3 separate regions of the Mus musculus genome follow, and all the other regions are linked to region 1. Evidence: chromatin contacts called from public Hi-C and HiCAR-type data. All regions are on one chromosome and are shown on one strand. Each heading gives the region's core, a stretch centred on a gene start, on an enhancer-like site or on the middle of the called end of the contact. The rest is flanking DNA. Distances are from core to core; before and after follow the strand shown. Region 1 has its middle 75 kb from the start of Gadd45g. Region 2 has its middle 34 kb from the start of Gm33041. Region 3 has its middle 19 kb from the start of Gm33116.

Evidence for each region. A called contact is a pair of places that touch in the nucleus more often than the background predicts. HiCAR-type assays count read pairs that join an accessible place to other places.
Region 2: a contact with region 1 is called in a HiCAR-type map of embryonic stem cells, with 3 times the contacts expected there. The contact joins two enhancer-like sites. A contact is called at or near these places in 4 of 484 Hi-C or Micro-C datasets (bone marrow-derived macrophages, embryonic stem cells and nephron progenitors), 6 of 115 datasets of contacts at active chromatin or transcription factors (differentiating embryonic stem cells, embryonic basal ganglia and embryonic stem cells) and 1 of 9 other capture datasets (embryonic trunk).
Region 3: a contact with region 1 is called in a Hi-C map of embryonic stem cells, with 2.3 times the contacts expected there. The contact joins two enhancer-like sites. A contact is called at or near these places in 1 of 15 datasets of contacts at CTCF or cohesin (large pre-B cells), 1 of 484 Hi-C or Micro-C datasets (embryonic stem cells), 3 of 115 datasets of contacts at active chromatin or transcription factors (all in embryonic stem cells) and 1 of 9 other capture datasets (embryonic trunk).

Annotation. Positions count from the first base shown.
Region 1 is chr13:51,919,704-51,924,605 of GRCm38.p6, forward strand. No RefSeq gene overlaps it. Among named protein-coding and RNA genes, the nearest start is that of Gadd45g, 75 kb to the left of the region's middle. RefSeq lists an enhancer at 210-2,429. Within about 2 kb of position 1,493, at least 74 of the 459 cell types and tissues checked have an H3K27ac peak or open chromatin away from gene starts, as enhancers often do. A contact at or near this core is called in embryonic stem cells, where this site is marked.
Region 2 is chr13:52,186,378-52,191,148 of GRCm38.p6, forward strand. No RefSeq gene overlaps it. Among named protein-coding and RNA genes, the nearest start is that of Gm33041, 34 kb to the right of the region's middle. Within about 2 kb of position 3,339, at least 64 of the 459 cell types and tissues checked have an H3K27ac peak or open chromatin away from gene starts, as enhancers often do. A contact at or near this core is called in embryonic stem cells, where this site is marked.
Region 3 is chr13:52,250,445-52,255,477 of GRCm38.p6, forward strand. No RefSeq gene overlaps it. Among named protein-coding and RNA genes, the nearest start is that of Gm33116, 19 kb to the left of the region's middle. Within about 2 kb of position 2,512, at least 6 of the 459 cell types and tissues checked have an H3K27ac peak or open chromatin away from gene starts, as enhancers often do. A contact at or near this core is called in embryonic stem cells, where this site is marked.

The sequences.
Region 1 (4,902 bases), core at 243-2,742:
TCAATAGTTAAATCCTATACGGTAGCCCTGAGCCACCCCAGGGCATGAACATTTATTGCAGTCAAAACTACAGTTTGCCATGCCACTCTGGCTGTATTGCTGAGCCCGGTGGCTGCGCTGATCCCTGTAGACAGCGAACCAACCTTCCAGCACTCTTGCAAGACGACCCAGAGCAGTTTGCTGGGCAGCCTCCCTGGCCAGGGATTCCCAGGTTGAAGGTGTCTTGGCCATGAAAAGGTGACTTACCACTCTGGGTGAGCCTCTTGCTACACAGTGTAACACTGGTCTCCCAAATCTTTGTGCCCCAGGATTGTTGGGGTGCAGGTGGGAGGACTAGGGTGGGGGAAGTATTATAATCAAGTTCTCCCAGCCTGGCAGGTACACTCAGCCCCATCATGCCTCAGCCTCCTTTCTCCCAAGCTAGGCTAACCTTGACCCTGACCTGCCTAATGTGTGTTTCTAGGGCATTCCCTTGAGTTCTGGTTATTCACGCCCTGCGGAACTCTTAGATGTCTCCAGACTTTCTGCAGGCTCCTAGGAAGCCTTCCATTCCTCCAGCAATCCTGTCGCCTTCACACCCCAGTGTCTCAGGCTCCAGGAACCCCAGGTGGGCACACACTGGTGCCCAGAGCCAGTGTGGGGTCTCTTCGGCTCATATGGAACTCACCCTGTAATTTATCCAATGAACACTGTGGTAGCATGTGCCACATGCCAGGGATCTTTGAAGCGGAGAGATTGCTTCTGAAGTGAGCACGAATGTAAACCGAGAAGGGTGCGGTGACGTTCATGATTGGGCACACACAAAACCTGACTTTTAGGAGGGGCACGCACTGTGGCTGTAGGGCGCCATTTCATAGCATGTGCTTCCAGCTGTTGATGGAGGAGGAAGAACGAGAAGAAGGAGAAGGAGAAGGAGAAGAAGGGGCGGGGGAAGGGAAGCTTCTGTCCTGACAGCTTGAACTTCTTTTCATTGTTCCAGGAGTCAGCAGCAGGCCCAGCCAACAGCTGTGCACTGCGTATATCAGTAACAGCTGCCTTCTCCTGGGGTGAAATTAAAAGATTAGGGGGTGTGGGGCACGTGCTGGCCCCAGGAGCCCAAACAATGCTTGATTTAGGGTGAAACTCGTCTGGGAGGCTGACAAAGGAGAAGGCTCTGAGTTGGCTAGGGGTCAGGATGGGGGTGGGGGGCTGGCTTTGACAGAGACAAAAGGAGGGGAGCGGGAGGGGCGAGGTTGGGGGAGACAGGGCCCAGTGAAAAGAGGCCTGGAGCAGCTGCTCCTGCTCCAGAAATTTGAGACGGGTCTTTTCACAAACACAAACCCTGGAGAAGAATGGGGAGGCAGGCTTAGCTGAAATGGCCCCTTTTAGAAATGAAAAGGAGATTGAGAGCCCTGTCCGTTTTCCAAGTTTTCACCTAAGAGGGTGGAACATGATTAGTGCAGAAAGAGTGTGCGGAGGAGCAGATGGGCGAGCCACCCCGGAGCTGGGCTCTGTGTTTACATAACAATCATGGCCACACTGGGGTGCAGGAGCCAAGCTCCACTGCCACACTCCGCAGAGGTGGTGGTTGCCCCTGACTTCCAAGTGGGCAGTTCAAGCATGGCCCCAGTGTGGCTATTAACTGATGCCCTGGGCTAAAGCAAATAGATTTCATGACCTTGAAGAAACCAGGTGCCTGCCAGCAGGAGGCAGCCAGCTTTGGAGCATCCTGTAGTTTCACCTGGACAGAGCACTCTGTCTGAATGGCCGAGCATGTCAGACTCTCCTCCCTCCTTCCTCCCCCCACCCCACAATGGCTGAGCATGTCAGACTCCCCCCCCCCCCTGGCCACTGTGGAGAGCTGAGATTAACCTGTTGGAGAGACAGCCCTGGCTAGACCCCATTGGAGTCTGAGGTCAAGGGTCATTGGAGTCTGAAGCAGAGGTGCCTGGCAGCGGAAGCTTGGGTTTGCACGTGCCCCGAGCTTTGCCTCTGAGAGCATCCTTGTCCAAAGGCATGGGCTGGCACTGACCTTTAGAACAGAGATGCCAAACTCACTTAGCCTGTGCTCCCCAAGATGCCAAGATCCTGGAAGACAGAGGGGCTAGGGAATGCACTAGATAGATAGAGGCAACCTAATGGCTCTGCTCACAATATCCCTGCTCCTTTGACGGTGAAATCTGAGCAAGACACGAAGGTTGGAGGTGGTGGGCACTGTGTCAGCATCCAGGTCTCTATGGCTGTGGGTGTCTCAATAAATACTTGCAAGAACTTAAGAGAAAGGGTATAACCTGTGGGCCTCTAATTGCTTCTCAGCTCAGGTGGAGGGGGGGGGGCGGGGAGAGACATACCTCACTATGTGGCCATCTCCCGCCCATGATCACTCAAGGATCCTCTCACATACCCAAGTCCACCTCTATATAAAATGATATCTGCGTGTCTCTGTGCATAGCTTTCCATATATTTTATTTTAATCAATTAATTAGATAATTGATTTTTCTGTGGTGCTGGGGTAGGAACTCAGGGCCCTGTACATGCTAGGCAAGGGTTCTACTACTTACTGGTGCTCTTATCCTTGCCCACAGATGAAATCATCCCTGGTTAATGCTTGGTACCCAGCTCAGTGCAAACACTATGGAAATTAGTGTACAGAATTGATTGGGCATAATGCCAAACAGAGATTGTACACGTTCAGTACAGTGTGCCCCACCCCACATTTTAAGAGATTATCTTGTTTCATTTAATTATATGTGTGTGTGTGTGTGTGTGTGTGTGTGTGTGTGTGTGTTTGGGAATGTATGTGCAGGTACTTCTAGAAGCTAGAAGACTAGAAGACAGGATCAGATCCCCTGGAGTTAGTGTTATAGGTGATTGTGAGCCATCGAATGTGGGTATTGGAAGCTGAACTCAGTCCTCAGCAAGTGCTTTTAACGGCTAAGCCATCTCTCCAGCCTCTGCCCTTCCTTCTGTTTTAAATGTGAGACTGGGGAAGAGGAAGAGAGAGAAGGCCAAAGGGGTGAGGTGTTAACACTTGAGAAATCTGGGTGAAGGGCAGACAGTAATTCTCTGTGCTGTTCTTGCAATCTTTTTCTAAGACTGAAACAGTCTTAAACACACACACACACACACACACACACACACACACACACACAAACAGGTAAGAGCCACCCAGATGCATGGCATGTGAGTGGCCATTCTGGACCCTCTGAGTGACATCATGGATCCTGCAGGCCTAGGTAGCTCTGCCAGCCCGATGGTCTCACCAGTTCCCAGTTCACCTGTCATGAGAACCTGGACCTAAGCTGTGTCCCTAAAGAGGACTGTGTGTGTGTGGGAAGCAGTCATGCTTTTGGGGCACCCAGATGGGCGTCTTTGTGGAAATCCCCGAGTGTTACAGTTTCCACAGTTCAAGGGGACCAGAGTCCACAGCTGACCTTGTGGTAGGCTATATGTTTGGGTATTGCTTCTGACAATAACCAGAGTGGTGTGTGTGTGTGTGTGTGTGCACGCGCGCGTGCGTGTAGGCCTCCCCTAGTGCCATTTCTTAGGAGGCACCGACATTGTTTTTGAGCTAATGTATCTTACTAGCCTGCCAAATAGGATAGGTCAATTGGTCAGTGAGCCCCAGGAGTCACCTGTCTGCCTTCTCCAGTGCTGGCCTCACAGATGCATGTCCATTTAATATGAGTTCTAGGGGTCAAATTAAGGTCCTTGTGCTTGCATGGCAAACACTTTCCCAACCGAGCTATCGGCCTAGGCCCTCTGAATCAATCTTACATGATTGCAGAAAGCAGCTGCCTGTCTCCAGGGTCTCCTACTTTACTTCTACCTCTATGTCATTTTGCCACTTGGGTTTAAGGTATGTACAGGTCCCACCAAAACACTTATATCTGAATCCCTGGTGATGGGTGTCCGGGGAAAGGCCCTGGACATCACCACTATGTACTCCTTTGGAGTTTGAATGTGCTCTGTTGCTTAGAAGGGCTACCTGGGAGTTTGTACTCAGGGATCTTTTTATGTTTTTAAGAGGGGTGTGAGCTTGGCTCTCTGCTAAGCTCCTTGAGGCCAGGCTGCCTTGAGGACCAGAGTCAGGTGTAATTCTGGACGCATAGACCTGTCTTCAGGACACCATGTGGCCACCCTGAGGTCGGAAGTCTGGAATTAGTTTCAGGTCTAAGCTTTGTAGCTGAAAAAGGCAGAGGAATGCAGGCAAGCTCTGCTGCCTGCATCCAGAGAGTGGTTGTATGAAGACATTGGCATCGGATGTCACAGGTAAGATGCCTGTGTCTTCTTACAGCAAGGATTGTGATGTCATAGAGCGTCATCTTCATTTCTTCAAGACTGGTGCTCTGCAGGGGGCCAGAAGGCAGCAACTGTTTCCCCCTGGCCTGACTATGAGATGCTTCTCCTTGGATTGGTCCCATTGCAACTTTTCCCTTTCCTTAGGATTTTAGAGGGATGCCTGTGCCATTGGCTTGCTGTGCAGGTTGTCGTGGGCTTCATAAAACTTACCACCATCTGTGTGGTTTTCTCCAAGGTCAAATGTAGGAGGCTGGCCTGCAGAACAGAGTGTGGGTGGAGCTGGCTTGGTGATGCCTGGACCTTTCAGTGGTTTAAGTGCACAAGCCTGGCTCTGTGCAAAGTGGCAGGGAAACCAGGGCAAACAGGGTAAGCCACAGCCACTGCTCTGCAGCAAGTCACTTAGAAATGAGCATCTGTGCCACACTAGCTCTGCCTCTGCGAGGGGAGCAGCCAGTCTGTCTCTGGTATGTTAATGAGTGGAAGTTTGCTCTCTATACCTGAGTGTGGTGGAGACCTGCTGTGAGAAACCCCTGTGTGCTGTGTGCATGCAGTTGTTCCTTTTGGCTTTTGTGTCTGTGAAGAGGTACTGTGGACACCAGGATACCTGGAGAAAGAAGCCTG
Region 2 (4,771 bases), core at 2,089-4,588, 270 kb after region 1:
AGGATAGAATGGAGTGATGAAGGGTGGTAGTACAAGGAACCCACAAAGTAGCCAAAAGTCTGGTTACAGGTGCTGTTCCACTGCTTAGAATATTCCAATGGCCTCTAGGACCTCCTATCTTTCCCTGAAACCCCATGTATCTTCCTATAGATAGACCCAGACGGTCCCTCCCTGTGTCCTACTCTGCCTCACCTGTGTTTTGCTCCACATCTTGGCATTGTGTTGAAACTGTTTGTTTACGAGTCCATCTGCCCATTAAACCATGCACTCCTCGAGGGTAGGAAATTAAGTCTTTATCTACGTCCCCATGGCACTCAGTAAATATTTGTGCAAAGTACCCAGACTATAGAGTCTGAGGGTAAACAATATTTGGCTGTCAACAGCTCACCATTGTGCAAGGCTACAGCATTGGCTGTGGAGCTGCGGGCTTTAGTTTTAATTTCATGTTTATTATCATTAGCAGTATCATCGTTATTATGATAATGAGAACCCCTGCAAGCAGTGACCCCAGTGGCTCTCTGTGTGTGAAGGTGTCCGAGGTACATCTTTCTCTCCTAGGAGGTGATAGTTTCCCAGTAGTGAATCTTCCACGCTGGCCACTGGGCAGTCCCTGGTTTGTTTGGAGGAGTTGAAGGCTGAGTAGTATCCTTCTGCCAGTCAGCCACCTACTGGATGACCTAGCTAATGCTGAGTGTGGAGGGTGACTGCCACCATAAGCTGTCTGTTTGCAGAGAAGATAAGCATCTCACCTGGGCCACTCCTGGTGGTGTTTATGTCTTTTAGATTGCAGCTCTGTTTGGGGTTGTGGAGGCCATGTTGCCTCATGCAGTCTGCCTTGCCCTGAGACAGATTGCCACCCTACATAAGGACTTATCGGCTCCTGGAACCAGCTCTGTCCCGACTTGCCCTCTTTGTACTGGACAATGGGGATGGGATCATATTTGGGAAGCATCCTGCTTCAAGATAGCTCACTATGAACAGAGCTATCTATTGGTACAAGGATAGACAAGGACCAAGTCCCTCACTGAGAAAGGAACTTCCTTTCTTGGGTCTCCTTTCATCTTTGCAGGAGGAGCCACTCAACATTACTGGCTTAAAAATAACCTAGAGGGAAGGCGGGACTAAAGAGATGTCTCAGCCCTTATGACTATGTATGCTTTTGCAGAAGACCTGAGTCAGATTCCCAGTACCCACGTCGGGTGGCTGACAACTTTGTATCACTCTATTCGACTCCAGCTTCAAGGGATCCCATGTCCTCTTCTGGCCTCCAAGGGGACATGCACAGATGTATTATGTATTATGCCCTGACATACACATAATAACAAATAAACATCACTTTAAAGGCCAGGGATGCAGTTCAATTGATAGAAGCATTAAAGGAATCTCCCGTCTAAAAGATGACAATGGAGTTTAGTTATTATTGTTGATGAGTGTTTTGTCAGGAAAGCAAAGAAAAAAAATTTCCCAATAAAATATAATTTATATCAAGAATCCTTACCCACTACTTACCCCCAACAAAGACATCAGGGGCTCCATCTGAAGCTGGGCATCCTAGTTCTCCTCTGGGACTTTTTTGCCTTGAGCTGAGGGCACTGAGACCATGCTGGGCCTGTTGCCTTGCCAGGATCTGGCTTCCCTCCCTGAGGTTGGCTTACTGGCCACATCATGCCCCCAGCTGGCCTGCCCCGTTCCACATTCCAGCTCTCTGTCTTCCAGCACTCACAGAGGCTGTCTTTGCTCACTTGGACACAGACTCTACGCTTCAGTCTATAGGTCACTTTCCCCGTGGGACCTTAGCGTTATGCCGCCGATGAGGTGGCCTCAACGCAGTTCTGAGGAACTATATTCCAAGCAGTTCTACATGTCTGTGAGTGCAGGGGTCCATTTCTCCCTGTAGGTGGAATGAGAAGCCTGGATTACCCAGCAGCTAATCCCCAATCTCTCCACCAGCTTCAGCAGCCAAGTCCATATGACGACAGCACCCCTTGGACTCTGTTCTGTGTAGGAAGGCTTAGCTATTGACATAAGGCCAGCTGTACACTGCCTGGACAATGGGGACAATCCTGCCAGCTCTGCTCCTGCCTGTCACAGTTGTCATGTCCTGTTGAGGTGACACAGCCCTCCAAGACTTTTCTTGTCTCTGTTTCTCTTTTAAGCACTCAAATATCAGCTTTACTCTGACCATAGACCTCAGGGAAGGCCAGCAAACAGAACCTGGATCCTTCCAGATTGCCGGGTTGCTCAGTCATGATTACCATAGCTTTCATGTGGTTTGAATGATTACACCAAGATTCATGTGGTGGGAACCTGGTGCCAAGTGCGGTGGAATTGAGACTGTGGGACCTTTAAGAGGGGCAGCCATGACTAATGATGTCACAACTACTAACCCTGTTGAGTAACATTCATGATGGCTCTTCCCTCTGAAAGAATTGTATGTCCCTCAAGACTCATTAGTTGTCATGGGGACAAATTACTGTGAAGAGGAAGCTGACTTTTGCATCCCTCTGGCTTTCTGTCTGGTCATGTGATCATTCCCTCTTGTCCCATCTTCCTTATCATGTTGAGGTGGAGCCAGAAATCTCTCACCAGAGCCAAGCAGACACCAGGGCCACATACTTGAGCACCAGAACCAAAAGCCAAGTAAGTGCCCTTTTTTTCCTTATATAGTTGCAAGCCTCAAATTTTTGGTATAGCAACGAGAAACAGACTAATCTATTTTCAGCTGAATCATTTATAACATGAGCCCTCCAGCCCTACGTGTTCTGAGTTCTAGCCTCCCAGAAGCCTCCAAATCCCAGGAACAAAAGACACCACTGACCCAGATCAGCCATTGATAACATCTGTCCACCGTGCACGTGCAAACAGGCATTTGCAAAGAAACTTATTCAGCAGCTACTCATCCAGACCCTGGGCCTGGATCTTCCCGAAATGGCATAGTCAAGGTTTGTAAAGCAAGTCATTTGAAAGGTGATTCGCTTGGAAAATGCATTTTTAAATGGGATGGTGCTGTTCAGGCTCCAGTCTCGGTGACCTCAGGGATGCACGCACGCAGTCTGAACAGTGCACAATTGTAACTGTTCCATCAGGCAGGGGGTACTCTAGGAAGAAATGCCTGTACTATCAGACTATTGAAACAGGTTGAAGCTTGCTCCAACCGCTGGACTTTTCCTGGGAATCCCATGCTGAGGCAAAAAAAAAAAAAAAAAAAAAAAAAAAAAAAAAAGGTTGAAGCTTGGTGTTGATTAGAGGAGGAACTTGCCTTGCCTCCCAGGAAGAGACGTCCCACAGTTCTGATCTCTCGCCAGAACACTTTGAGGAAGGACTGAACTAACTGGAGCTGTGTCAGGGATGGGCTGATCCTGGGCAGGACCACACCCTGACCTGACTGCTTAGCTATGCATGCCTCTTGCATTCTATTTAAGCCTAAGCTTCCTGTCGAGACTCTGGCGATAGACTGGGGGTAACTTCTTCCTTCTTCCTGACAGGATCATATGAACCCCCCGCCCCGCTTCTCTGCCTTTCACTATTACTACTCTCTTTGACTGGTACGACAGGTCGGGTGGTTGAGCCTGCCTTGTAGCTGCCAGGGTGTAGGCTCTGACCCACACAGCTCTAGTGACATGGTACAGATAAGTGACTGCTATTCCACTTTGGAATGTCAAGTGTGACCCCTGAAGGTCTTGCCCTTGTAAAAGGAAGGGATTGGCTGATGTCGCCAGGTCAGATGCTCTGAGAGGAGGGTGCCTAGCTCTTGGCCCTGCATAGATTTGGTTTTGGTTTTATTGATCCATAACAGGACAGATACTGTCACTCATCTGTCTTGGTCTCCGAGGTCAGCAGTTGAGGGTTGGAGTTAGGTGTAGTCTGTTTAAAACACTATTGTTAATTCATCCTGTCAGACAGCATTATAACCAGGACTGATAGCAAAACATGTCCTCCTTCCCTGTTCCACCGGGTCAGCCTGGCACGGGAGCTGTGTGCTTACTTGCTGGTGACCCTCCTCTGAGAAGGAAAGTGACTTGGCCAAGGTCACACAGCCTAGAGGCTCATGAGTCAGACGTTTTAGACCTGACTCTCCACTCACTCCATTGTGTCTTAGATGTCAGCCAGGGCCACACGACACGTGAAGTACCTCCATTAACTCGTTTTTCTAGATTATTGTTCTCCACGCCCTTGTAGCTGCTGATTCTGCACGAAGGCTCCGGGCTCACAGGAAGTAGAGACAGCCAGACTGTAAGAGAGTACTATGGACTGTCCATTAATCATGTGGCACAGAACCTTCCCTGACTTTAAAAGGTATAAGAAGTTACTCTCTCCCCACCACTTAGACTTGCTTTGTCCTCTGAGTCCCTGCCCAGGATGCTGTCTGTCTGACCATCCATGGCATTAATAATCTTTTAATACATCTCTTATTCAAATAGCAATCTACTTCAGTATTCCCCTTAGACTCTAAACCCCCAAACCTTTTGAAATCCCTTTAAAATAAACAATAGAAAACTGGGCAAAGGGGGTGACTGCCCATCCCGGCACTCAGGAAGTGGGGGGGGGGGCGCGGTAGGATCAGGAGTTCAAGGTTATCGTCAACATCTTGAGATCAGGACTAGCCTGGGATGCATCCGGTCCTGTCTCAAACTACTCCTTGATCTCCCCTGCGCACATATGCATCTGTGATGGTTTTAACTGAGCCATCAAGCGGCAGGTTGAAATGAGCCAGGCAGTTAGTAACTACTCAATGCTAGAGATTTTACAGTGTGCAGAGGCAGGTTTGTAT
Region 3 (5,033 bases), core at 1,262-3,761, 330 kb after region 1:
AAAGTGTGACTTTTCCTTTTCTTCTTTCTTTTCTCTGAGCGTGCTTCCCCTAATTCTTTAGGAGTCCTTCTTTCTCTAAAGGTCCCCTCCCTGCCATGTGGTTGCCTGCCACCCTGTGGCTGACCTCTGTGCTGGCATATCTCGGATGGGTGTGGCTTCTTCATCAGGCAGCTGTGACATCCACCCTTTACCCACTCTGGGGGTTTCCTTTTCCACTTTAATAAAAGTGTCCTGAGTTCCATTTGAGGCTGTTCTTTATGTAGGCAGTCCCAGGATGTGGCTTTCCTGAATCTTCAGCCTTTCAGTGATGCATGCTTTGAGTTATGCGTGCATGCTCTCATTAGATAACTTCTGTAAACCCATAAGCTCACCAAGCTGCATGTGGGCAGGTCCATTTGGGGGGAGGGTCACCAGTTTTCTCCTTGGTAAGAGTAGAAATCTGTCACAAAGTACCCCTGATTTTCTTAACTGTGACAGTGAGGTGGCCTAATGCTGGCATACTCCTGGAGGTCTTTCACCTATTTTTAATAATAACAAATCTGCTATGCTGGGTCCAGCATAGGTCTGAGGTCATGCCAATTGTGAACTGAAAGACTGTGGGCATGCTCCCACTTCCTCTGCTCTTATCGCAGTTCTGATATATATGTATATAATATGTATTATATACAATATATACAATATAGGCTATATACCATATATCTTATATATTGTGGATATGTAAGGAACATATCTTATGTAAATGTAAGATATATATCTCATAATTTTATTTGTGTGTGTTTGTACATGCACACACATGGATGTATGCCTATTTAAGGCACAAGTGTTTGAGTGTCTGTGGCAGCCAAAAAAAGAGGCAGGGTCCTCTGGACCTGGAGTTACAGGCATTTGTGAATCCGTAGACATGGTTCTGGGGGTGGAATATGGACACCCCCAGAATATGGTCCTCTGCAAGAGCAGCAAACTCTATTAACTGCAAATCCCAGTATGAGCCCATACTCCAGTCCCATGTATATATCCCTTCACAGAAGAGATAAGACCTCAGAAACCTTGTGATGCCTTCTTCATGCCTTAGCTTCATCATCCTGGAAAGCCGTCCAGTTTTTTCCCATCATGCACTTGGTCCATCTATGATGCTTCGGGTTCCTTCACCCCTTCCTGGATGTGGTTCTTGTCTCTCCCAGTTGGCTTACTGTCATCTGTCAGTCATTCCCTGTCCCCATGGCCAAGCTGCTCATGAGGAAGGTTTCTCAGCTCCATGCTTGTGGCCCCAGGCTTGGCTATGGGTCACCAGTGGCATGTGGCATCCTGTGTTTCTTCTTGGCCTTACTCTGAACACTTTTTTTTTTCTTTTTTGCCCATTCTGTGCTTGGTGTTCATTTCTAGAACTACAAGCAAAACTTTTTAGGTGTAAGGAAGCTGCTTCTTTTCGGAGGTTTAAGACCATATCTGGCACCAATTGAAAAGTAGTGTCCAGGCTGGAGAGATGGCTCAGCGGTTAAGAGCATTGACTGCTCTTCCAGGGATCCTAAGTTCAATTCCCAGCAACCACATGGTGGCTTACAACCATCTGTGATGAGATCTAGTGCCTTCTTCTGGTGTGTTTGAAGACAGCTACAGTGTCCTTGTATAGATGAAATAAATAAAAGAAGCCTTTAAAAAAAAAGTTTCCCAAAAATATGTAGTCGGCTTTGTAGCAACACAACCTCCAACTCAAACATGGATAAGTCAGTGTGCATTTATTGTCAGCAACAGAACTGTGTCTAGATCATATAAACTTACCTCTGTGCTGGGGCTGGAAGGACAATTTTTATGGAATTTTTATGATTTATATGGTAACATAATTTCTTTATAAAATATATGCATTTCTAGGTTTTCCAGTGGTGGTAGCCAGGCAATGAAGTGAGAAGGTATCTCAGGCGATTAGAATACAAATGGTAGGTCCCAGAGCCTAGAGGACTAGGGAGGAGGGGTGCCCCGAAGGACAGGAGATGGCTCTCCAAAGGGAAGCAAGGCCTAGATCACTGTTCCCACCCCGGTAGTGAAATGCAAAAGTAGAGAGATTTGCGTTATAAAGGCAGCAACAGTGTTGACTAATCTTGGTTACCAAGTTGACACCCAAGAGGGAGTCTCATTTGAAGAATTGTTTCTGTCTGACTGGCAAGTCTGTGGGGCATTTTCTTGATTGCTAGGGAGGTCCCAGTTCAGTGTGGGTGGTGCCCATCCCTGGGCAGGTGGACCTGGGCTACTTAAGAAGTTTTGCTGAGGGCTGGAGAGATGGCTTAGTGGTTAAGAGCACTGACTGCTCAAATCCCAGCAACCACATGGTGGCTCACAACCATCTGTTATGAGATCTGATGCCCTCTTCTGTCTGAAGACAGCTACAGTGTACTTACATATAATAAATAAATAAATAAATCTTAAAAAAAAAAAAGAAGTTTTGTTGAGCAAGAGCCCAGGATGGAGGCAGTAGGCGGTACTTCCCATGCCCCGATGACCACTCTGCATGGCTACTTCTTGCTGGGGAGTATGCACTGTGGTACCAGATACAGACAGAATTGACTCGGTATCTAATTAAGCAGCTCTCACCCCACATAAAATGTGCTTCAAGGATTTCGCATGTTCCATTCCTCCATGTTTCCCGAACCTTCTTGTCTTCTTTTATCTCTTCTCTTTCCGTCTTCTTCTTCCTCCTCCTCTCCTCTCCCCCAACGTTCTTTTCATAAGTTTTTAAATCTTTTGAGAACAACCGGTTAGATTCTAACTGCATATTCTCCTGCAGCCACTAGATGGAGCTAAAGTACACAGTGTCATCTGTCCACGTGCAGGTTAGCTTTACCTGTCTGTTTGACACAGGCTAGCATCTTCTGGGGAGAGTCCCCGTGAGAACTGCCTAGATCAGGTTGAGCTGCAAGCATGTCTGGGGAGTGTTGGCTTGGTTAACCCTTGTAGGAAGTAGCTGTTGTAGGAAGACCCAGCCTGAAAGTGGCTGTGCGTCATTCCCCTAGGACCTGGGCTATGTAACTGCAGGGACAGCTCGCTGACTGTTCTGCATATATGTGCCCATTCTTCCTCCCCTCGTCTGTGGACGTCATGAGACAAGCTGTCTTAAGTTCCTATTGCCTTGACTTCCTAGCAATCATGAGCCGTAACCTGGAATTGTGAACTAAAATAAATTCCTTCTTTTCTAAGTTGTCAGGGTATTTTATCACGGCCACTGAAATGAAACTCCGTAGTATGTCAATGGGTTTTCACATGTTTCAAATGTGTGCTTGCAGGAAGTATGGATCACTTGATTACAAGACAGAAGGTGTTTTTCTTAAAAAAAAATAATTATTTGTCTTATGTGTCTGTGTTGGCTAAGTGGATGTAAGCTCACCATGTATGTGAAGTGGCAGACATGGGTCAGAAGAGGGCACCAGATAAGATAGATCCCCTGGAACTCGAATTACAAGAGGCTGTGAGCTACCCCGTGAGGGTGCTAGGAGCTGGACCTGGGCCCTCTGGAAGAGCAGCAGGTGCTCTAACTGCTGAGCCATCTCTCCCATCCCAGAAGGTATTTATTAAACATCCTAGAAATGGCAGAGGAGAAAGAAGAAAAAAACAACTGTAGACTGTGTGCTCCGTCCACAGCAACCCACTCTTCCATGTAGCGATTACTTCACGTTTAACTGGAATCATACTCAAAACACCACCTAACGCCCTGATTCACCTGAGTGTGTGCTTTTATGGAGCATTGTGGGGTGATTTGATACATGTCCAGGGTGTTCACATGTGCACATAAACACTCATATATCTGGTCCTTTGAAAGGCGCGTTTACCGGATTGCCTTGCCGAATGGAAGCTGAGGGCACAGCCATTGCCAGTTTTCCTGATCCTGAATTCATCTGAGAAAAAAAAAAATTGTAAGTGACGGTCAGCAGATGGCGCTCTAAGAATGAAAACTGAAATTATGAGTCTTGGTATGCTCCGTCGCCAGGATTTCTGTCTGGAGGGGAAGCCTCTGAAAGATGTGTATGCATCACAAAAGCCTGGAGTAGGAAAACACAGCACCCAGGGGTCTGTCATGAATTCAGGGGAAGCCGGAAAGTCAAACATGCTCAGATTCAATGCTTAGTGATGCTCATGTTGACCAAATCCAATCAGGGGCACGCAGAGTCTTGCTATGTGGCTGCTGTTTAAATTAAGTAATTCCTAACACACTGTGGCTTTTGATGATGCTACTATATATGCTTGAATTTGTGTTATTTGGTTCCAAGTAACTTACCAAGTTCTGTTCCGGCTTATCTTCCATTTTTCTCCTGTGGAAATCCAGCCTTTCTTCTCTTCCTTTGATATATATATATATATATATATATATATATATATATATATTGTAAAAAAATCATTAAAAAAGAATGGGAACTATATTGCTTTTCATCTTTGGGCTAAATTAAATAGTAAGTGAGAGTTAGGTTTTGGTGATTAATTTTGCCTACTTGAACAGCTGTGAAACAGGAGCATAGGTAGAGTGGGGTCTGGTTTCCCACTCACAAACAAACCTTTACAGAATGGTTACACCACAAACATGCTCCTTACACCTCCAGGAAGCTTGTCTTAGCATGATAGCTTCCAGCTGAGTCCCTACTGGAAGAGTCTGTTGAGGTGGGCTGATCAGTCCTGCCAGTTTCTAATGGATGCTCTGCATAGCACCAAAGTGTGAACTTCCACCAAACTCCCGAGAGATGCTACAAAACTCTAAGGGCCTCCTTTCATCCTCCCACGTGTGTACATCCTAAGCTTCCTTAGGGGTCCTGGGATTACAAATGCTCACACTGTGCCCATGGTTTTGCAAGCCCTCCTGTTTGCACAAGTGATTTGCCCGCTGAGCCATCTACTCAGCTCCAATTTCAAGAAGTTTTTCTGTTTGGTGTCCTCTGCCATCAATCCTTATTTTATGGTTTATTCTTTCAACTTAATGTGTATCTTAGGGTTTGCATTCCTGCACAAACATCATCACCAAGAAGCAAGCTGGGGAGAAGAGGGTTTATTCAGCT